Linked DNA regions of Callithrix jacchus: region 1 is linked to region 2. Evidence: chromatin contacts called from public Hi-C data. All regions are on one chromosome and are shown on one strand. The core of a region is the stretch at or near the end of the contact, and the rest is flanking DNA. Distances in the headings are between cores, read along the strand shown.

Region 1 (4,837 bases), core at 1,426-3,925, 130 kb after region 2:
CACAGCAGTGTACCAGGGCGCTCCTGCCTCCACAGCCCCGGGGATGAGTGCCTGCTGCTCTCAAAACAAACCCAGGAGAATCCAAGCTGTGCTCACCACCTTTTGCTGAGCCACCCCTTCCTAGGCTGTCCAGAGGGTGACAAGCCTGTTGGGCCAGGAGCCCGAGGCCCTCAAGCCACTCAACATTGCTGCCTCAAGGGCCTGGGCAGGAAGGAGTGGGCTCCGGGAAGTAGGTGGGAGACTCCACCCTGGGTGGCTCTGCCTCTGGTTTGGACTGGGCCTTGGGTGATTGAGGGTGGCTAATAAGGAGAGAGCTGTCTGGGGGCAGAGGCCCAGGTGGGCATGGTGGTGCTGGCACCAGCCTGAGCACACACACTGGACAGGCACAAAAACTTAGAATCAAAGGGGCAAAAACCTGACTCCCAGTGAATCTAAAGCCAAAGCTGAAAACAGAACCCAAGAAACTCAATTCCTGACCTCAGTTCCAGTCAAACAGCACAAATTGTGGTGGGCCTACAGCTGTGTTCAGATGATGGGGCACAGGATTGGCAGTATCCTCTTCCTTGTCCTCAAGGCTTAGTGCCAGTGTGGGAGGGTGCTCGTGAGATGCCTGCACAAGTGGGTTTTGAGCACATGCTATGCGCTAGCCCTGTGGAAGCCTGGACTAGCCAGAGGCAGAGAACAGCTCAGGACCGACATCCTCCCTGCAGAGCCGACAGAGGGCAGCACCTGCCTCTCTGGGCCATCCTAAGAGCTGGGGCCTTCCCAGGACAGAGGGGCTGCAGGAGGCACTACCCCATCCTCAGCGCAAGGGCCTGGAAGAGCAGGAGAACCTAGCAGCGTGAAAGCTGTTCCTGGAGAGTGATGGGGAGGGTCTGACAGAGGCAGGCCTGGGGCCCATAAGCCCTGAAGCCCCCTGCGGCCCTCATCTGTTCTCTGCGCGCCCCCAACACAGGTGGACCTCCCCCACGCAGCGATCCAGGAGGCCTCCAACAAGAAGAAATTCGAGGATGCCTTGAGCCTCATCCACAGCGCCTGGCAGCGGAGCGACAGCCTCTGCCGAGGCCGAGCCTCCCGGGACCCCTGGTGCTGAGTCAGAGCTGGTTGGCATCACTGGTGGGCAGGAAAGGAAGGCGCGCCAACCAGCAGGCACACTGTCACGGCTGTCGCCATGCTGTTGAAAGCCTGCAGCCCACCCCTGCCCCCGGTGGCAGCACCACCGAGTGTGGCTTAAGGCAGGGTCTCTCCACTCCAGGGATCCAGAACAGGTCCCCAGCACCCCTGGGCATCCTGCCCGACAGGTGGCAGATGGAGGTCACTGGGGGCACAGGCCTCTGCAGATGCATGCCCTCCTCCGTCTGCAGAATCCGAGGAGTGGCACTGAGAACAGCATGGATCTAAGGAAGAGCAAAAGAAACAGAAGAGCGGGAGCCCCCTCTTCCTCTCCTGGGTCAGGGGCCCAGGCAGAGGCTCAGGGCTGCCTGGGGGCCCTGAGTGCCCAGCCATCCTTGTTCGTGTTTGAACACTCCCCTGGCCACGTGGGGAAGCAGGAACACGGGGTGTCTGCGCATGCTTCCTCCTCCTAGCTCCATCACCGCGCACATAGCTGCCTGCCTCACCAGATGCAGGGGCGGCGGGCCTCCCTGGCTGCCAGGAGGCCCTGCATGCCCATGGCCCTGCCCCGCCTCTCCCCTCAACCCGGCAGTGCCTGTAGCACCCAGGAGCAAAATGGGTGGATGGGGGGCTTGGAGAAGGGCAGAGCTACCAGCCTGGCATCCATGTACACATCTTCTGACTGTCCCCTGCTTGGCTGGAGTCAGGCCCTTCCCTAGAGTTTTGTCAAGAGCCTCCTGGGGAAGGGGTCAGGTGGTTTGGGTTTTGTTTTTTAAAATAAAATCCACGTTATATTGCCAAGCCTTGTCACTGGCCCTTTTTGAGCATGGTAGGGGCCCTGAAGTCCTGGGGGAAGCTAGGGGGGCATAAGAGCCAGAGGCAGTGGGGACAGGGGCTAGCAGTGGATGTGGGTGCCTTTTATTGGGTGCAGCACTGTCTAGGCCCACTCTTGTCATTGCCAGTCCTCCACAGAACCTTCTGGAGTGATGTCAGTACCTCCATTTCACAAATGAGAGAAATTGAAGCTCTGAGAGGAAGTGACTTGCCCAGGTTCGCACATAAGAGCAGAACCTGGGATTCCAATCAGCTCCCAGCGCTCCAGAGCCCTTCTCTACCTCTGCCCCTGCTGAGCCTGGGCCCGTAGATGGTGGGAGCCAGACTGGAAGACTGAGTCCTGGAAAGGGGATGTCAGTCACCAGGGGCACATCAGGGATGGGTGGGGCAGGGTCAGTGTTGCCCATGTACCCCATGCCAGGGACCTCCCAGTCACTTGCCCCCTGCCCAGGGCTCTGCCAAAGCTGGACAGGCTAAGCTAGAGACAAGGCAGTGGTGCCAGCCCTTTGCCCAGGACCAGAGGGAGGCCAGGAGGAGGTGCCTGTGCTGGTTGGAACCTTCTCCCTACCCTTGCTCGCCTTCCAGTCCCAAGTGACCTTTCCCCCAGATCCCAGGGTCCAGGCCCGCCCTTGGCTGGAAAGTGTGGGGACAGAGGCAGCTGGGATTGGTCACAGCCGGTGGAGGCGTGTCAAAGGCTCCAACAGACCCCTGGAGCAGCTGAGCAGAGCAGGTGGACTCCTGAGATAGACCAGGGCCTCCAGGCAGCCACGGGCCTGTCAGACCAGGACCCTTGCCCTCTAGACATGGCCTCGGGCCCCGGCAAATCCCAGCCCCATGGCCCTGTGAAGTTACAGACAGCCTAAACGCCACCACCACAGGTCCTGTGCCATGCCCCTGACCCGGGCACAGAAGGCCACTGGCCCGGAGGCTGGGGAGACGGTGCCCCCAGTAGTGGACCTGGTGCTGGGTGCCTCGGCCTGCTGCCTGGCCTGTGTCTTCACCAACCCCCTGGAGGTGGTGAAGACGCGGCTGCAATTGCAGGGGGAGCTGCAAGCCCAGGGCACCTACCCACGGCCCTACCGGGGCTTCATGGCCTCTGTGGCTGCTGTGGCCCGAGCAGACGGGCTGTGGGGCCTGCAGAAGGGGCTGGCTGCCGGGCTGCTGTACCAAGGCCTCATGAACAGCGTCCGTTTCTACTGCTACAGCCTGGCATGCCAGGCTGGCCTCACGCAGCAGCCAGGAGGCACTGTGGTTGCGGGAGCCGTGGCAGGGGCCCTAGGAGCCTTCGTGGGGAGCCCTGCTTACCTGGTGAGTCCTTGTCTCCATCCTCCACCATCCCGTGACCCATATCCCACAGGGGCCCGGCAGCCTGCAAGGCTAGGCTCAGTGGACCTGGGTGGGGTAGGGCAGTCTGGGCGGGGCTGCTCCCTGGAACATCCTGGCCCAGGCCTGGAATCTGCCTCTTGGCCCAGGAGAGCCCTGATCGATGCTCTCCTGGGGACCCTGCCCCACTGGTCCTAAACCAGGGGAGGGGCAGAGGGTGGCAGATGTGTTGGCTCAAATCCTGGCTGGGTTACGTCTCTTCCTGTGTGGCCTCGTATATGTTAACAATAAAAGCTACCCGGCTGGGCGCAGTGGGGTATACCTGTAATCCCAGCACTTTGGGAGGCTGAGGTGGGAGGATCACAAGGTCAGGAGTTCGAGACTAGCCTGACCAACATAGTGAAACCCTGTCTCTACTAAAAATATAAAAATTAGCAGGTGTGGTGGCACGTGCCTATAATCCCATCTGCTCAGGAGGCTGAGGCAGGAGAATTGCTTGAACCTGGGAAGTGGAGGTTGCAGTGAGCCAGGATCACACTACTGCACTCCAGCCTGGGCAACAGTGAGACTCCATCTCAAAAAACAAAACAAAACAAACAAAAGAATGAAAGCTACCCTTGATGGCCTCCTCCTCTTGTGCACTCTGCAGGGGCACCTCAGGACCACCCCAAAAAAATATTTTTTTGAAAAAAGCTACCCCTGGAAGGGGCACAGTGACTCATGCCAGTATTCCCAGCACTTTGGGAGGCCGAGGTGGGCAGATCACCTGAGGTCAAGAGTTTGAGACCACACTGACCAACAGGGTGAAATCCTGTCTTTACTAAAAAGTATAAAAATTAGCTGGGCATGGTGGTGCATGCCAATAATCCCAGCTACTGAGGAGGTGGAGGCAGGAGAATTGCCTGGGCCCAGGAGGCAGAGGTTGCAGTGAGCCGAGATCGTGGCACTGCACTCCAGCCTGGCCACAGAAGAAAAAGCTCCCCTTGAGAAAGGCTCACCTCCTCGGCTGGTGCTGGACAGTCATCGTCTCACTTAATCCTCAGAACAGCTTTCCCGTGACAGAACCACTCAGAGAAGATTCGGTGACTTGCTCCAAGTCACACCGAGATGCAAAACCCAGGCTGACCCTAGAGCTGCACCTCCACCCTATTCCACAGCACCCCTAAGCTTTAGGCTTGGGACCATGGAGCTCTGAGTTTCAGAGGCACAGAGGTGGGGGAACCCTCAACACACACAGCTCGTCCCAGCTCTCCCAAGCTCCATCCCCAAACCCCATGTCCCCTCTGCTCCCACAGATCAAAACACAGCTGCAAGCCCAGACAGTGGCCGAGATGGCTGTAGGACACCAGCACAATCACCAGGTGAGGCCCTGGTCACTCCCAGAGCTCCCTGGGGACATGGACTGGGCATGCTACCAGCCTGGGCAGGGGCTGGCCAGTGACCCTGATCCCTCTCCCCACAGACCCTCCTGGGTGCCTTGGAGACCATCTGGCGGCAGCAGGGCCTGGTCGGGCTGTGGCAGGGCGTGGGTGGGGCTGTGCCCCGAGTCATGGTGGGCTCAGCTGCC
Region 2 (5,101 bases), core at 1,593-4,092:
AGATGTTTCTTGACAGTAGAAATACAGAAGAGATAGCAAGACCATGAGGAGACTGGCAGTTGACTGCAGGGCACTGCCAACTCCCTTGGTGGTAGCATTAGCTGGTTTTGGGGCAAAGTACCTTGGAAGTAGTTACTTGAAAGCATCACAATAGTTTGATTTGAATAAATCTTCGTGAGTAGGAGCCATGCCAGAAGCAGCAGCTCTACCCTGAGCCTGTCCACTATTGTTCTGTCCCCTCCATTGGTGTCTGGGTTATCTTATTGGATGCTGGGTGAGAACTGCTGGCTCCAGGTGGACACAGGCAAGACCTAGCCTCAGAAATCACATAAAGTGGCTGGGTACTATGGCTCTCATCAGTAATCCTAGCACTTTGGGAGGCCAAGGTGGGAGGATCACTTGAGGCCAGGATTTGGAGATTAGCCTGGTCAACAGAGCAAGGCCTCATCCCTATTTTTTAAAAATTAAAAATAATGTAAAATTATAATAAAAAGGAAATCAAGCCTGGGCAACAGAGCAAGACCTCATCTCTACTAAAAAAAAAAAAAAAAAAAAATAGCTACGTGTTGTGGTGCACACCTGTGTTCCAGCTGCTGGGGAGGCTGAGCTGGAGGGATTGCTTGAGCCTGGGAAGTGGAGGCTGCAGTGAGCCATGATTGTGTCATGGCACTCCAACCTGGGTGACAGAGCAAAACCCTGTCTCAAAAAAAAAAAAAGAAGGGAAATCACATACATAATGTTACTTAAGCCAGAGTTAGTGCTGAGCCACGATTCTAAGGGAGGTACAAACACCCCACTTCTGAAAGGGAGGAATGTCATAATTACATTGTAGGAAGAGCATATAGGATGGGAGACACTGTCATGGCCGTCTTTGGAGAACGAAATCTGCCAGCCCAGGGAAACTGAGCACAGCTAGAACAAATTTAACAACAATTAATCAATGATTTCAGTCTCATCTGATTCCTTGATACCACCACTGGGCAGTCCTATAACATTTCTCTGCTAAACTTGATTCAATTTGCAATGGTTATTTCAAATCTTCACTGCAGAAGGCACTGTGTATGTCTTTCCTAATACCCATGCCCAATCCCCTTTCTCCCTGTTTATGTCCTTTAGGCAAAGCTAAATACTCACTTTCCTAGCCTCTCTTGAGTCTTTGTGACACAATTCTGTCCAGTGAGATGTAAGCAAAAATTGGCACAGGGACTTCCGGCAAGCTTTTTCCTTGAATAGGAAAATGATGCACGGAGTGGAGGCAGCCAGCCATATATTACAATCCTCAAGAAAATGTCAGTTACAGAAGCATTGGCCCTGATGTCATCGAGCCACTCAACCAATGCTATTGTCTACCTCCAGGCCTTCTCTCCTCTGAGAAAATAAACCCTCCTTTGTTTAAGCCACTGATAGTCAAGCTTTCTGTTGCTTGTAGGGGATATAAGCATTCTCTTCAATCCCCTGCTCCTCTACTTTCTCTCTCTCGCTTTTCTTTCTTTTTTTTGAGACAGAATTTTGCTCTTGTTGCCCAGGCTGGAGTGTAATGGCGTGATCTTGGCTCACTGCAACTTCCGCCTCCCCGGTTCAAGCAATTCTCAAGGCTGGCAGGCAGCCTTCCGAGTAGCTGGGATTACAGGCGTACGCCACCACGCCCAGCGAATATATATATGTATGTATATGTATTTTTAGTACAGACGGGGTTTCACCATGTTGATCAGGCTGGTCTCCAATCCCTGTCCCCGTGATCCACCCGCCTCAGTCTCCCGAAGTATTCGGATTACAGCCGTGAGCCACCGGGCCCGGCTACTTTCTTTCTTTGTAACAGCCTTCAGCTGCTAATTCTCCCTTTCCTGCCACCAACAGCCTACTTAACTACCTACTTACCTGCACCCACAGCCATCTTATTTACTCCTTCTCTCCTGTTATAATGGAAGAGGGCTCCCTACATGGACGGGAGAGTGGGAGTAAATGGAAAGATGCTAATCTGGCATCCATTACAAATTCATCTTTCAGTTTTGGTTTTCTTACCCATCCACACGTTAGTTCTGGGCCTGTACCACTCATCAGCTATGTGCCTTAAACAGGCCATTAAAGTAGCACATATTTATTGAGCAGATTCTAAGCTGTGCCCAAAATGGCACTGCGCTAGGTGGTGGGAGTTGCTAGGGCTAGGAAACATACATAGTCCAAGTGGAGAGAAAATTATTTACAAGACAGGGGAATGGAGCCTTGGAGGAACTGAGCTACGTGACTGGGAGGGCTGAGAATGTGGAAAGGGTTCAGGAGAAGGGGCTAGGAGGTAGGCGTGGGCCACAGCCAGCTGGCTTCTATAACCTAGGGAGGGTAGTGATTTGGGTTTTAATCCTAAATCATTGGGACAGGAAGTGAATTACTGTCTCGGAGCCTCAGTTTCTACCTCGAAAAATACGTTTTAGAACCAACTCCTGTACTAGATTGAGAAATATGGAGAAGGATTTTTAAAATTCATTTCCGCATCATCAGCGCCCGGCACATGGTAGGCGCTTAATCAATGCCTGTTCTGTGAATAAACGAGATTGGGCCTCAACAGATCTCTGTGATTAAGTCAACCATTCAGCAGAGTTTTCCTTCTCCGCGTTCCTTTCCTTCCCTCCCCTTTTCTCGCCCTTCCTCCCTCTTTCCTCCCACGCCCCTTCCCACTCCTCCCCCTCTCATCCTCTCCGGGCTTCCTCCTCCCCTTCCCCGCCCCCATCCTCCCCTTCCCGGCCCCGCCTCCCGCTGCGTCGCGAAGGCGGGGACGGCGAGGCGGGCTTTACGGCAGCCGCGTTGCGGCGGGGCGGGGCGCCGGACCGCCGGCGCGCTTGGCGGCAGTAGTGGGAGGCTGGCTGGCAGGCAGACGGACTCGCAGGCGGGTGGCGGCGGCCGTGCTTGTTAGTGAGGGCGGGAGGGAGTGACTCACTGAGCGTGTGTGAGGGAAGGAGCGAGCGAGCAGCCCGCGCCGTCCTCCCGCAGCACCAGCCAGGCCACACCGCCGCCTCTTCCCCTGCGCCCAGCGCCCAGGCCGGGCCGAGCCGAGCCGGGTCGGGCCCGGGCCATGCTGCTCACCGTGTACTGTGTGCGGAGGGACCTCTCCGAGGTGACCTTTTCCCTCCAGGTCGACGCCGACTTTGAGCTGCACAACTTCCGCGCACTGTGCGAGCTCGAGTCTGGCATCCCCGCAGCCGAGAGCCAGGTACGCCGGGCAGCGAGCGGGGCCTGTCCCGGAGCTAAGCCCTCCCCGCCTCGGGGCCCAACTCCCGCCCTTCGCTAATGGTGAAGAATTGGGGGCTGGGGGGGAGCAGGGATAGCCATTCTCAGCTCACCCCCGCATCCGGGACGGAGCTGGGGAGCTGGCATCGGTAGCTGCCCTCACACGCCCCGAACGTGGGGTGGGGTACGAGGATAGGGAGCGGAGAACCTGACCGCAGACGCACCCACTGCAACGTGAGGGGCGCTTGGACTGTTTAGCAGCCCTAGCCCTCCCTACCTTTGCCTCTTTGGCCCCTTTTCTCTTTCCTATCCCGAATGTGGGATATCGTTGTGGACCTCAGAAACAGCTCTGGGTTTGCTAGGGTTCATACATCCTGCAAACCAGAAATACCAGTTTGGATCACTGTGGTAGATAGATGTTCCTCTGCTTTTTTTTTTTTTTTTTTTTGTGAGGGTTTCTGCTTAAATATACGCAGCTTGCCTTTAAATACACAGATTTGCACTTCCGGTGAAAGAAAAAAAGTTTTAGACGTGCACTACCTCGTTTTGGGGTCTTTGGAAATGCTCTTTTACCCAGGATATGCGTTTCTGGTTAAATTCTTTTGAAAAACTACCTATTGGTTCAGGTCAAACTGTTTGTTTCTTTCGGTTCTACCCTGGTAGGAAGCCAGAAGGCCCTTTTTCTTTCAGGTCACAGTTCAGAGTTTGGGTCAGTTCAAAGCTCAGTGCTTTAAAAGGATATTTACTTAGAAACGGCCTAGTATCATTGCTGTTCGGTGGTTTCATTTCCCTACTCAGCTTGCTGGAAAGAAGTTCAGCCTCATATTTTTAAGCAAAGTAATTCTTAAAATGCCTTGGGACTGCCACTAGTCTTCATCAGTGGGAGGTGACAACAATGCTGTAACCTTAACACTAAAACATTTAGATTATGACTTGATAAAGTTAGCCTGGAGAACAAAGTCTAAACATTTAAGAAAATTATACAGGTCTCCCAAGGCTCCGTAATGGAAATCTTGATTTTCTACTGCAGTTATGAAATAGTTTCCAAACCGATTGCCCAACTACAGCTTGTTCTGCTGTCTTATGGTAAAGAAAGTGTGATTCCTTTACACAATGTGAACTTTAGAACCTTGGCATAAAGCTATTCAGAAAGAATTTTAAAAGTTCATCCACAAAAGCTTAAGAACCAGTTCCTGTCAGTGAATGCCTCATGTGGAAAACTAGGAAAGGACTGTTTAAATAGAGAGGGGAAATCAACTCTTGAGTTTTTTTTTTTTTTTTTTTTTTTTTTGAGACGGCGTCTTGCTCTGTCGACCAGGTTGGAGTGCAGTGGTGCAATCTCGGCTCACTGTAACCTCCACCTCCGAAGTTCAAGCGATTCTTCTGCCTCAGTCTCCAGAGTATCTGGGACTACAGGCGCGGGACGCCACGCCCAGCTAATTTTTTTTTTTTTTTTTTTTTTTTTTTTTTAGTAGAGATGGGTTTCATCAAGTTGGCCAGACTGATCTCAAACTCCTGACCTCAAGTGTTCCTGCCTCGGCCTCCCAAAGTGCAGGGATTACAGGCATGAGCCATTGAGACCGGCCAACTCTTCAATTTTTTGATAGTGGCTTTTTCAATTGTGTGTGTGGTTTTTTTCTCTAGCTGTTATAGTACCCTGGTTATAATCACCTGGTAGGGAAAATAAAAAATTAAAATGTAAATTGGTTTTGTTGTTAGGGCTTGGGAAAAGATAGGTTGAGGTTGTTTCCATTTATGCACTGTTGTGATGGCTTTAACAAGGAATTTAATAAGTAAAGTAAAGGGATATCTGATGCCTCCTTTAATTTACTTAAATTTCTTGTTATAACCGTCGCAAAAGACCATTTATTGTGTGGTC

Evidence for each region. A called contact is a pair of places that touch in the nucleus more often than the background predicts.
Region 1: a contact with region 2 is called in a Hi-C map of skeletal muscle, with 4 times the contacts expected there. The contact joins the promoter of SLC25A34 here to the promoter of DDI2 in region 2. A contact is called at or near these places in 2 of 3 Hi-C or Micro-C datasets (both in skeletal muscle).

Annotation. Positions count from the first base shown.
Region 1 is chr7:53,069,033-53,073,869 of calJac240_pri, forward strand. SLC25A34 (solute carrier family 25 member 34) reads left to right here and starts at 2,676. Exons shown (of 4, transcript XM_035307846.3): 1 at 2,676-3,255; 2 at 4,566-4,631; 3 at 4,733-4,837. The coding sequence starts at 2,836. It overlaps PLEKHM2 (pleckstrin homology and RUN domain containing M2), which reads left to right. Exons shown (of 20, transcript XR_621569.5): 20 at 956-1,914.
Region 2 is chr7:52,940,209-52,945,309 of calJac240_pri, forward strand. It overlaps DDI2 (DDI proteasomal shuttling factor 2), which reads left to right and starts at 2,843. Exons shown (of 10, transcript XM_078330439.1): 1 at 2,843-3,205. The coding sequence starts at 3,068.